Linked DNA regions of Mus musculus: region 1 is linked to region 2. The links are chromatin contacts, called in public HiChIP or PLAC-seq maps. All regions are on one chromosome and are shown on one strand. The core of a region is the stretch at or near the end of the contact, and the rest is flanking DNA. Distances in the headings are between cores, read along the strand shown.

Evidence for each region. HiChIP or PLAC-seq counts read pairs in DNA pulled down with a chosen protein or histone mark.
Region 1: a contact with region 2 is called in an H3K27ac HiChIP or PLAC-seq map of embryonic stem cells, with 6 read pairs. The contact joins the enhancer-like site here to the promoter of Vsx2 in region 2. A contact is called at or near these places in 2 of 39 promoter capture datasets (stem cell-derived epiblast-like cells and trophoblast stem cells), 1 of 15 datasets of contacts at CTCF or cohesin (embryonic stem cells), 7 of 484 Hi-C or Micro-C datasets (embryonic stem cells, liver, memory CD8 T cells and 2 more), 7 of 115 datasets of contacts at active chromatin or transcription factors (embryonic forebrain, embryonic midbrain, embryonic stem cells and 2 more) and 3 of 9 other capture datasets (adipose tissue, liver and pancreatic islet).

Annotation. Positions count from the first base shown.
Region 1 is chr12:84,531,698-84,537,671 of GRCm38.p6, forward strand. No RefSeq gene overlaps it. Among named protein-coding and RNA genes, the nearest start is that of Vsx2, 35 kb to the right of the region's middle. Within about 2 kb of position 2,669, at least 17 of the 459 cell types and tissues checked have an H3K27ac peak or open chromatin away from gene starts, as enhancers often do. A contact at or near this core is called in embryonic stem cells, where this site is marked.
Region 2 is chr12:84,567,840-84,574,476 of GRCm38.p6, forward strand. It overlaps Vsx2 (visual system homeobox 2), which reads left to right and starts at 1,989. Exons shown (of 5, transcript NM_007701.3): 1 at 1,989-2,473; 2 at 3,731-3,815. The coding sequence starts at 2,104.

The DNA.
Region 1 (5,974 bases), core at 1,419-3,918, 35 kb before region 2:
TGGAGTCGCCCCCACCATTCCTCTGCACTCAAGTGTGGCACTCCTGTGACTGATCACATACCGTCCGCCTCACACCTCAGTTAATCTGTGGGTTCACTCAAATCAGGGCAGCAAAACACCCCCCAGCATCAAGGCATTGCAGGAAGATGGACTGCGGGTTGGACGGGGCCAGGTAGGCCAAAGTAGTTGGCTCCTGGGAGTCAAATCAGCAGTGTCCTAACAGGTTGAACTTGGCCTGCCTTTATCTCCAAGCACGAGCCCACGTTCTCTTTTCTATCCTCCAAGACACCTAGGATTCCAGCAGCTCGTTGAATGGGCAAGCAAAGTCTCCCAAGTTCAGCCCTGAGTTCTGACTAGGTCTAACTGGCTGTTCATATCTGTTTAGACCTTTGCCACTTTGGAAGTGTGCCCCTATGTCTGAAAAGGCCATTGACCTTCCCACCTTTTGTCTGGTAGATTTTGTTTTAGACCAGGGACAGTTGGAGACTTCAGGAGATACCAAGTGCAACTGCGAGTCCCCTGGTTGGCTGGAGTGCTGGCAGAGCCTGTTAATTAGCACAAGAACACCCCAATGCTCCATTAGCCAGGCCAAGCATTCGGAACTTCCCCTCCTGGGGCCTCTTCCTCCTAATGAGAGCAGGAGAAGGGCTCTTACAAAACATTGCCTTAGAATAATATTCTGCTTTGTCCCCCACCAGTAACCAGGGTTGACAGGATCACTCTGTCCATTTCTCCTCTAATTAGCACAATTCCAGCATGGCCTGAGCCAGCAAATGGAGAAAAGCGATCAAAAGCGATCTGACAACCGTACCGAATCACAAATACAAAGAGAGCCATTCCCTGTAATTAGGTGAGACAATCCCTCAGTCCTTTCTCGGCTGGAGTTTGCTGCTAAGACTCTTGCTGTTTGGGTCCCAGCAGCACAGTTACATGTCTCCCTGGGACACTAATAAGCCCCAGATTGTCTTCCGCTTCATACAACTCTAACCAGGGGACAGATGCAGGGAGGAGGGATGGGGAACACGGTCTCTAAACAAAGCAACTCGTGAGAGGTTTCCCAAAGCCCAAAAGGCACAGGCTGTGGAGCAGAGCAGAACTGCACTGGCACAGCCTAGGCTCCATCCCTGGAGCCAGAGTCTGAAGTACTGGAGCTCTGACCTTCCTGGAAGCCCGCTCTGTTTCCTTACCTCCAGCCCTCACTCCTTGCATGGCCTGCAGCATGGTGACTGCGGTACCACGGTGACTGAGGTACGACACCCAGACCTCCATACCCAGACCTGCAGTGAGGTTCTTACCACCATGTCAAAGAGAATTTACACAGAGCCTGAGTGAGAGTCTACCCTCGACGAGCACATGGCCTGCCAGAGGCTCCATTCCTCAGCTCGCTTACGTTTGAACCCTGTCACCTTCATGTCTGCCTCTTCCCCTGTGGACTGACCCCAGTCTCTCTTGGATGATCTCTTTAAACACACACACACATACACACACACACACACACACACACACACACACACGTAGCCTATTTGCCCACGCATAACTGGCTGTATTCTGTGTGACTCAGAAGGTTGGCTGGTAGATAAAGGACATTCTGATTCCTCCAGGATTGCAACCCATTTCCAACAGGAACACTTGGGGTGATACAGTGATAAACTTAATCATAGCCAGGGTCAAAGGATGTAAGGAGAGTTTCCTGGGGTATCTGAAACTCAAGTTCTAAACAGAATTTCTCCATCTTCATTTTGATCTACATGTGATATTGTTGGGAGTGACCTCCCGTAACCAGAAAGTGCTCAATTATATAGAATCAAAGGCGCCAAAAGTCTCAGAGTGACTGTTTTTCCACCATCCCTGTGTGAGACACCATGGTAACAAATGTTAAGTCCAAATGTGCTAAGTCTCCCACTGTAGCAAATAACACTTCTGGAATTTGCTGGAGTCGTGAGGTGTGTCCTTGCCCCATGTGGGAATCAGTGCAGGGCATATCTTACCGTTGTATGGCTACCTGACAGGGCCACTAAACGAGGACTTGGTGCCTTTTTTTTTTCCTGCTCACATTTGTTAAAATTATTGACACTTTCAGGAAAAATACGGTAGCCTTGGAGTAATTAGTGCCGAGTACCATCTCCACCCCTCCCCCGCAGCCTCCACTTTGTGAAGTAACCTCTGGCTAGCAAGGGTACTTGGGAAATGCAGTGGTTGACTCAGCAGACAATGCTGAGAACCACTTGGAGGGAAGTATTTTCCATGACCTTGGCAGGGTTCTGAGCTGGCACTGGCTTCCCATGATGCCAAATCACCATGGCACAGCTTTTCCTCCTGGTAGTTTCTGAGCATCGATGTTATTCAGGTCACTACCCTGGAATGCATTTCCTGCTTTATTCTATGTCCCTGGTCCTTGCTCCATACCCCTCCACAGTGCTCCGGGTGCTTTTCCAGGTATGAGCTTGGTCAGGTTCTCATTCCCTTCTCAGGGCTTAACAGGCCCCACTGGGGCCTCAGCCTCCACCCTCAGAGAGCAGCCTGGCCTGACCAGCCTGAGGTCTCAGGTCAAATGAGGCTGAAGGTCACATCCTGGTGCCTTCCTGGATGCAGCCAAGCCTCAGGGACAGCGGCCTGAGCTCTTAACTCCACACAAAGGAACAGCAGGGAAGAATCAAGTTAGAAGAGTGATGAGCATGTGAGCCAGCCCAGAGCCAGAAATAGTCTACAGAATATGGGGTGGCTCAGAGGGAAGCAAACCCCAGAGCTCTTCATTCATCCTAGCCTCCTGCCCCATCTGCCACTGTTGCTTTGCCTCCACCTTTGAGTGAGTGAGAGAGAGAGAGTGTGTGTGTGTGTGTGTGTGTGTGTGTGTGTGTGTGCACGTGATCATGTCTGCCTGTGCATAGGTCAGAGAGCACTGTTGGATGTCTTTCTCCATTGCTTCTCCAAGCCTGAGGAATCTTGTCCCCACCTTCCTAGTGCTGAGACTGCAGGCATGCCCCGCTAGGCCTGGATTTTTACATGGGTCCTGGGACTCCAACTCAGGTCTCTGCAAGATGAGGTGTCTGGTGGAAAAGACAGGAAAGAAGCAGGAAGACTAGGCCTTGTCCTGAGACATAACAGCCAACCCCAACCTGGGGCATCAAGCCCCGACACCTGGGTAGGCTCTGGGGGATCCTGAGGAGGTTTGACCCATACATCAGTAGAAACAGATGACAAGATGAGAATAGTAAATCCTAAGGTGGCCACATCTGCTCCCCTCCTCTGCCAGAATGTGTTTACCAAAAAGGTCAAGTCACAAAGAGAGCAACATGGCGGACTTGTGTAGCTCTGAGTCCTGCCTGGCCATTACCATAGCTATGAGGCTTTCAGCCAGATGAGAGGGGTGGCTGGATCCGATGATCCCTCCAAAGGAAGAGGGGAGCACTCCAGAAGGGAGGATGGCTGAGGCAGTTGTGACTATGGGAGGACTGTAGTGCAGGCGACACTCTCCAATCTTACCAAAGATTGATGCAAATTGGTTTGGCTCTGACCCTGTCACACCAGGAAGGATAATGATTCCAGCACAGGCGGGGGGGGGGGGGGGGGGGGGCTGTGAGGATTGGTGGCTCACTTCATGTCTTCATTAATGATCTGAAAGACTGGGGTAAACAGCATGCTAATGAAACCTGCGGATGATTGGTGTTACCAACCCCAGAGAGGACAGGAAAATCGCACAGCAAGACCCAGAGAGCTTAGAAATATGGGCCGGCGATTGTCAAATGATTCGTCCTAGGAAAATGAAAGTAGACACGTCAAGGAGAAATGATGGAGGTGCCTCTGGGTGCGGGGAGGACTGCGAGCCTGTGAAGCAGAGATGGGTGGCAGGGTTGGAAGGTTAAGTAAGGGGACAAGAGTGCAGGAAACATGGAAGATCCAGCCTCGAGGACCCAGGGACAAACACAGCACCCGGGGCTAGGTGTGCCCAATTGTGCACCTGAAAGCCACACGGGTTCTACTTGTCCACTAGACAGTGTCAGCTCCTGGATCCTTCTACAAGGCTGGGTGTGACCAAGCCCTGACCTGACCTTACTTACACGTAAACCATCAAGGGGCTTGGGGGACTTAGGAGCCATTTTGACCCATTTGAAGAAACAATTTCAGATAGATAGATAGATAGATAGATAGATAGATAGATAGATAGATAGATAGATAGATAGATATAGAGATCATGGATAGAGAGGTAGAGATGGATAGAGAGATCATGGATATAGAGGTAGAGATGGATAGAGAGATGATGGTTAGAGAGATCTAGGTCTGCTTCCTGATCATATATAGTAAGCACTTGGGGTGGAGTTTGGTGTGACTGTCCTCTAGTTTTATTTCCTGAGCTATAATAGTCACTTTTCAATTAAATTATGTCCCCTTCCCCTTTGAGACAGCACGGTAGACCTGGCTGTTCTAGAATCCACAGATAGTGTGGAGACGGTTCAGCAGTTAAGAGCACTTGTTGCTCTTGCAGAGAACCCGAGTCCCGTTCCCTGCACCCACATCAGGAGGTACACAACTGCAGCTTCAACTGATCTGACACCCTCTCCTAGGCTCGGTGAGCACCCACATCCACTGCGTTCATTTACATAGACATGCACATGCACACACATAAATCTTGAGAGGTTTACGCCACCATACCCAGTCCACTCCCAGCCACGTTCTTTTCAGAGTAACAAATAAAATCCTGATGCCAGAGATTTGGAGCAATAAGTCTGCATGAAACTGTGATAACAATGAATTCACGTGCATTTGATGAAACCTCGGTCCAAAGGAATTCCCAGCCTGAGGCCTCAGAAGCCAACTTTCCATTGCAATCTGTTTGTAGGGGAAAATGGCTTCTTTCTTTCCTCCTCCTTCTCCCTTCTCCTCCTCTACTTCCTCCTCCTTCGTCTTTTTTTGAGATAAGGTCTTAAGTACTATATGCAAGACCCAAACTTTGTAGCAAAGGCTAATTGGAATTCCTGGTCCTTGACCCGAGCCTCTGGAGTGCTTAAGTTCCAGGTGTGCAGCATCCTGCCTCAGGCTTTGTGTATGTTAGGCGATCACTCTACAACTGATGCTGAATCATGGTACCTAACCGTCGCGTTTGCTGTAAACCCAGCAGCTTCCTAAGATGGTGGGCAATCCCTCAAATGGAATAATTGACTACACTACTTTAAACCCACATTCTCCTTTTTTTCTTTCCCCGCTTTGAGACAGGGTCATACTCTATAGCCCTGGCTGTCCTGGAACTCACTATTTATGTAGACCAGGCTGGCCTCAAACTCACAGAGATGTGCTGCCTCTGCCTCCTACATGCTTGGATTACACATTCTGCTTTTTGATGGGTTTGGGAGCCAGGCATGGTAATGCAAGCCTGTTCTAACCCTAAGAAGGCTGAGGCAGGAGGATGGTGAGATTGAGGCCAGCTTGGACTACATAGTGAGACCATATATCAAAAGGAAAATTTTAACCATCTAGAGACTGCCATATCCGGGGATCCATCCCATAATTAGCCTCCAAACGATGACACCATTGCATACACTAGCAAGATTGTGCCGATAGGACCCTGATAATAGCTGTCTCTAGTGAGACTATGCTGGGGCCTAGCAAACACATAAGTGGATGCTCACAGTCAGCTATTAGATGGATCACAGGGCCCCCAATGGAGGAGCTAGAGAAAGTATCCAAGGAGCTAAAGAGATCTGCAACCCTGTAGGTGCAACAACATTATGAACTAACCAGTACCCCGGAGCTCTTGACTCTAGCTGCATATGTATCAAAAGATGGCCTAGTAGGCCATCACTGGAAAGAGAGGCCCATTGGACACGCAAATTTTATATGCCTCAGTACAGGGGAACGCCAGGACCAAAAAGTGGGGATGGGTGGGTAGGGGAGTGGGGGGGGGGGGAGGGTATGGGGGACTTTTGGGATAGCATTGGAAATGTAATTGAGGAAAATACATAATTAAAAAAATATTAAA
Region 2 (6,637 bases), core at 739-3,238:
TGATCTTGTTTTGTTTTCGAGAACAGGGTCTTAGGTAGTCCAGGCTGGCCTTGAACTCACTATGTACCTACAGATGGTCTTGAACTCTGCTTCTCCAGCCTCTGCCTCCCAGGCGCTCAGATTACAATGTGTGCTGCCAAACCCAGCTCAACAAAGCTTAAGTTCCTTCCTGGTGTCTCTTACCTGTCAATCTGTCCCTGTAGAGGCCACCGAGAATACCAGACACCATGGTAGCCAACCGAGGAGAGCTAGAAGGTTCCCCTTGCTTTGAAGGTTTGCAGCTGACAAGCCAAGATGCTCCAAATGAAATCTCCCGGCAGTCTCATTTCCCATTCTGCTCAAAGTGACTAGCCCTGTCCTCACCTTCTTCCTGAAGGGCAAAGAACCATCCATTAAAACTCATCTTTTCTGGTGATGGTGGCGCAGGCCTTTAATCCCAGCACTAAGGAGGCAGAGGTAGGTGGATCTCTGTGAGTTCAAGTCCAGACTGGCCTATAGACTGAGTTTCAGACAGCCAAAGCTACACAGAGACACCCTGCCTCAAAAACAACAAAAACAAAAACCCTAAACCAACCAACCAACAACAAAAACAAAAAACAAAACAAAAGCAATCCCCCTGCCTCATCATATGTTCTATATAGTGGATAGAGAAGCCCCCCAATTAATAAAGTGATCTCCAGTTCTGGGAGGGCAACAAGGAGCTAAACTGAAGGTCTAGAATGTGTATGGGACACATGTTCTCCTTGGCTCCTGACACTTAGACCACACTCCAGTCTGAGATATGAAGCAAGGATATTTGAAACACCAGTCCCCACGCCTCCAACTCCAGGTGACTCTCCCAGCCCGCCTGAGCAGGATGCTTCTCACCACACTTCAGCTGTCCCCACTGAGTGCCCTTCTGAAGCCTCTGGAGAAGCAGGCAGTCAAGGGCCCCCAGCAGCTGGGAAAAGCGGCTCCTTTTTAGTTACTCCCCGCTCCCTTCTTCTGCATGGGGCGATCACAGCTTCACACCCTGCCTCTCTGGTTTACTGCAGAACCTCAGGCTTTTGGCTCGAAGCTGCGAGGTACTTGATCCTTACTGACTGTTGGACAGAATAAATACAATCTTCGAGGGAAGCACTCCACGCTCATTCTCTGAGGACGTTTAGAAAGACAGCTGGATAGTCAAGTCGGCCCCCAAATGAAATCCCAGCCCTCGGGAGGACAGTACAGGAGAATGTTGAGTTTGAGAACAACCCAGACCATATAGAGGTCCTGTCTTAAACCACAAGGAAAAAAGAGGTGGCGTGGTGGGGGCGGGGTGGTGGTGGTGGAGTAAGGAGGACTGGATAAGGATAGGAGGGGAGGAAGGCCCCATATTTGTTGTCAACGAAAACCCTCTCTGTTTCTCTTTCCCACGAGGGCTCGATCCTAACCCTGATCCCTTTAACGTGGGCCAGTATTTATTGAACAGCTCTTCTGAAATGAACATAATGTCCCGTGCTGGGGAGATAACTCTACCCACACATCTCCCTCTGCACAGCTAAGCACCTTTCTGTATTCTCATGCCCAGCGCTCGGTCCAGGGCCCTCCAGCCTTCCTTGTCCCGTGTCTGAGTCTATTTGAGGCTGCTTAGTTAAGGGAGGGGGAGAGGTCTCCTAGCCTTTGCGTTCAGACCATCCCCACACCCCCAACCCTACCCCAGGGATCTGTCGCAGCTAACCTAGGCACTGGTCCCAGCCAGGTTATACAGCTCAAAACCGCTATCCACGGTATCTCCTGGAATAACCCCAAACCTGGCTGTTTCACCTCTGTCCCTGCAAGGGCACCCTGCAGAGCCCACCACACTTGGGCCTGCTGCGCCCTGGCCCCTCGATACCGGTGGCGGCGGGAGCTGCCAGCTTTTTGGAATTCCTAATCGCTCCTGGCCCTGGTGATTGGCTGTTCAGCTCTGACCCCACTTGGGCTGCCGCCTGGTTGGATAAAAAGGGAATCTCCTTGGGGCTCCAGAGCATTAGACACCGGAGGGGGCACCTGGGACCAACTTCACGAAGCGGGGAGCCCGGCGGGGGGGCTTGGGGGAGCAAAAGACCCGCGGCCTCAGCCCCTCCAAAGAACCGGGAGATGACGGGGAAAGCGGGGGAAGCGCTGAGCAAGCCCAAATCCGAGACAGTGGCCAAGAGTACCTCGGGGGGCGCCCCGGCCAGGTGCACAGGGTTCGGCATCCAGGAGATCCTAGGCTTGAACAAGGAGCCTCCCAGCTCCCACCCGCGGGCTGCCCTCGACGGCCTGGCCCCTGGGCATTTGTTAGCTGCGCGCTCCGTTCTCAGCCCGGCAGGAGTGGGCAGCATGGGGCTGCTGGGGCCCGGGGGACTTCCCGGCTTCTACACACAGCCCACCTTCTTGGAAGTGCTGTCCGATCCGCAGAGCGTCCACTTGCAGCCACTAGGCAGAGCGTCGGGGCCGCTGGACACCAGCCAGACGGCCAGCTCCGGTAGGTGAGGGGCGAGGCTGCTCGCCTGCTACACTGCTTGGGAAAGTCACAGTCGGGAGCTGTAGGATCTCGCCTGAGAGCCCCCGACCTCCCCCGGGAGGAAAAGTTCCTGCAGGACAAGGGGTCTCATGCTAGGCCTAAAGTCAACGGGTCCCCGACTAGCGACCCAAACTCCAAGGGTTTTCAGATTCATCTTGTCCGACCCCTGCTCAGTTCTTGGGACCTAGTGTCAGTCCATGCTCTATCGAATATCTGGGTTGGGGCCCCAGTGGATGTTGGCTCCGGGTAGCTGAATCCTTGGCGCATCCTTTTCCTTGGGCCCTAGCTTCACTGCTCCACCGAGGTTCGGGCCTTGGGCAGGACCTGCGCTTCTGAAGCCCGATGCTGTTCCTACTTGTCCCTGTGTCCAAAGTTGCCCCCCTCCCGGTTCCTCCCAGTTTCTGTATTGCTGTACCAAACCCCTACCTATATTGCTTAGCTAAGGTTCGATTTCCTCCCGCTACGAACTGGGAAAATCAAGCCACCATGGTACCCAGAGGGCAGCCATCAGATCTAACCTAAGCGGCACCGGTGTACCGGATCCCGATTTTTATCTGGCTCGAGGACCCTGGATGAGCCTCCTTTCGCCCCGTCAGGGCCACTTCCCTGGCGGTGTGCTCTAGCTCGCCGGTTCTCAGTATTTCCCCAGATTTTTCCTGCCATGATAATGTATTAAATGAAGCAGGACAATGAAAAGTGGTTCATCGCAGGCTCTCTGAACTCGAACAGAAAAACATTTTTGTGGGTGCCCCAAAAGAGACAGCGAACCCGCAGTCTCCAGTCCTTTCCGGAACCCCAGCTCCCGTGCAACAGCCCTGTAATCCTTGGGTCAACTTTTGGATCTGGGAGTTGGAGCTGTTGGCGGAGGGGAAGATCTCGAAGCTTGGAGCACCGCCGGGGGTACCAGCAACGCCGTGCCTGCCTCATTCTCACACGTCCCTGCGTGCAGGCGCACCCCGGCCTTGGCCTCTCTTGCAACGAAATTTATCCAAAATCTGTGGTTTCAAGAGCCGACCTGGAGAAGGTCAGCCTGGGCGTAGGGATGGGGATGGTGACCGGGACCCAGGAGGGCTTCAGTGGAGACCACAGGCCCGCGCGGCTCACAGAGGCTGCAGAAGGTGGGGTCCTCATCGGGTTTTTTTTTTTTTTTTCTTCTTCTTCTTCTTCCCCCGGCGCTGCGGAGCGCACTCCCCATTCCGCTCCCTGCTCGCTTTTCAGATTCCGAAGATGTTTCCTCCAGTGACCGAAAAATGTCCAAATCGGCTTTAAACCAGACCAAGAAGCGTAAGAAGCGGCGACACAGGTAAGGGCCGCACAGTCCTTTCCTGCTCCCATCCCCAGCCATCTCGTCCCGGGCCGGGTGACCCAGATGTCGTTTTCTGCCGATCCCAGATGTGAGGGCCCCGGCTGCACCAGGGCAAAGACACCTGCGTTGTATGCAGGAGTCTGTCCCGGGGCCCTGGCATCCGGTGAGGGTGACTGAGTGTCAGCAAGAGCTGCCGCACCATTTCAGCTTTCTCCTTGTGCTGGAGTCAGGAAAGGCCAGGCTGGGGCCAGATCTGAGCTGGAGAGGCGTCGGCGACCCTAGATCTCTGTACCGACCAAGTTACTCAGAACCTGTAGAAAGCAGATAGGCTCCCAGCTCTGGCCGGAGTCAGATCCATGCCCCTAACCGTGGGAGCCCGGTCCTCTTACACTCCCCGAGGCTTGTCATTTCTCCAGGATTGTGTTCGGATCGTTTTCCCCCAAACTTCAGTGACAGCTGCAGGGCTGGACCTTTGCTTTCGGCCTCTGCTCGGCTGTGTTCCTGAGCCGGTCGCTATCCTCCCGTAAGCCTCAGTTTTCTAGTCTGAAAGACGGGGATGACAGTGGACTGTCTCGATTCACCAGCGGAGACCTCAGTGGGGTGAACTACTTTGGTGTACAGGCTGAGGAGCGTTGGCCAGCATCAGGGGATCCATGCATTCTTCTGGCCTCCTGGGGCACCACGTGCATATGCTAATAAGCAGATACATGCACACATATTTTTAATGTGAAAAAAAATCTTTAAATAGACGTTGCTTATCCAAAGTTAAGATTCAGTGGGTTTGTCCTAAGAACTCTGCTCTCTTCGTCCCTTGCTCCCACCAGGGAGTAGAGGACGCTGGTTCAGACCTTCATTCACGTCAGCGTCAACACTAAGCCGTTCCTAGTGGAAATCTTTAAGGAGATTTTAAAGGAAAAGGCAAGAGGGCCCAAACAAACAAACAACTGAGTTTGGGGGAGGGGGTGCTATTCCTAGATGCTGTCTCTCTACTCCTCAACAGGCCTGGTTCCCACTTTTCTCTCTGTCCCAACCCAAGTGGAGCGACCACAGGGACATTTCCCCACTGCCTCGCACTCTGACTTGTAGTCCACCGCATCTTCTTTTCTCTCCTGGGTTTGGTCTCAGCATCCTCTCTCTGACTGCTTCTCTGCATCCTGCATCGCCCCCCACCCCCACCCCAAAGATCGCTACTGACTCTCTTTCCTGACCTCAGAACAGCAGCCTCGGTTTCTCAGGGGGGCCTTAAGTTCGTTCCCTGAAGGCAGCTGCTTGCTTTTTTTTGTTTGTTTGGTTTGGTTTGGTTTGGTTTTAATTTCTAATTGTTACTGTTTTGTGCATGCACGAAATGTGGGGGCGGGGATGGGATTCGATTACGCCATGGAAAAGTACCTGGTGGTCAGAGGACAACTTTGTGTAGGGGATTCTCATCCTTCCATCTTTCTGTGGGTCCAAGGAATTTACTCGGGTCTCCAAGGTTACGCAGCAAGCGCCTTTACCCTTAATGTTTAGCCATCTTACCAGACCAGTTTATTTTAAACGGAAAGAAAATTTAGTAATCTAGTCTGGTCTTTTTAAAAACATCATCCAACAACATATTAGTTAAAACAGTCCCTATGCACCTGTATCTGGCGCGTCCTAAAGGAGTATCCCCTAGTTGGCACAAGGTCAAGTCTGGTGGGAGGGGGTGGTCATTGAGAGCCCTGGAAAGAGCATCCCCACCCCCAAACTCCAAGTACTGTGTGACCCCTTAAAAGCCAGGTGGCCTTAGCCTCAAGCCCATGCCTAAAGTCCCCCTTCTTCTGCCATCCTTTGGCGGATTGGGGGTGTGTGTAGAATAGTTCACCAACATCAGAGAACTAGAGACCCTGTTTTTCTATTTCCGGTGCATGAAGGCAACAGATATTTGAAAGGAAGTATAGGGACAGATTGCTGGGGTGAGGGTGGGGGAGGAGGTAGAAAAAAACAAAACAAAACTTCCTGAGCATCTGTCCTCTGCATATTTTGAGAAAGAGACCCTGGAATCCTGTGATGAGAGACTTTTTGCCTCCAGGAAACAAACCAGTTTTAGCAGGACTTGGGGGTAGACCAGGGATACAGCAGCGGTGATGGCCTGGCTCTGGGATTTTGTTCTTAGGGAAACTGCAGACCCTCTTATAAGAGTTCTTTGGCTCTCCTCAGTCAGGAGCAGAGTTTGGGTCACTACATGGGGGAAGGAGGTCCCCCTGAAGAGTATACATTCATCAGTAAGAGGACCAGTTCTTGAGGTAGGAAGGGGGGAATCTTAAAGAATTTAAGGTTTCCTTCCTTCCTTCCTTCCTTCCTTCCTTCCTTCCTTCCTTCCTTCCTTCCTTCCTCCCTCCCTCCCTCCCTCCCTCCCTCCCTCCCTCCCTTCCTTCCTTCCTTCCTTTATTTATTTCTAGTTTGTTTTTTATTTTCTTCTCGAAGTGTATTTCCGGCTGGCCTGACCTATGGTGATCGAGCTGGCCTTGAACTTGGCCTGATCATAATCCCCCTCTCCTGTGCAGTGTGGCACAGGCCAGTCCCCACCACACCTGACTCTTGTTTGTTTCTTGAATGGGACTCTTTCCAAGTACAGGAAGGCTCTTGAGTAACTCTAAAAGCCAGCTCCCTTCTTGGGCTTTCCTCACTAGCTGCTTTCCCCAGTTTCCCTGGTTTTAAAAGGGACTTGCATATTTTGATGATCTGCTCAAAAAATTTTCAGCAAGTGGCAGGAGAGAAACAGAGGGCTACAGATGTTCAAAAATCCCAAATAATTTCTTCCTTCCTTCCTTCCTTCCTTCCTTCCTTTCTTTCTTTCT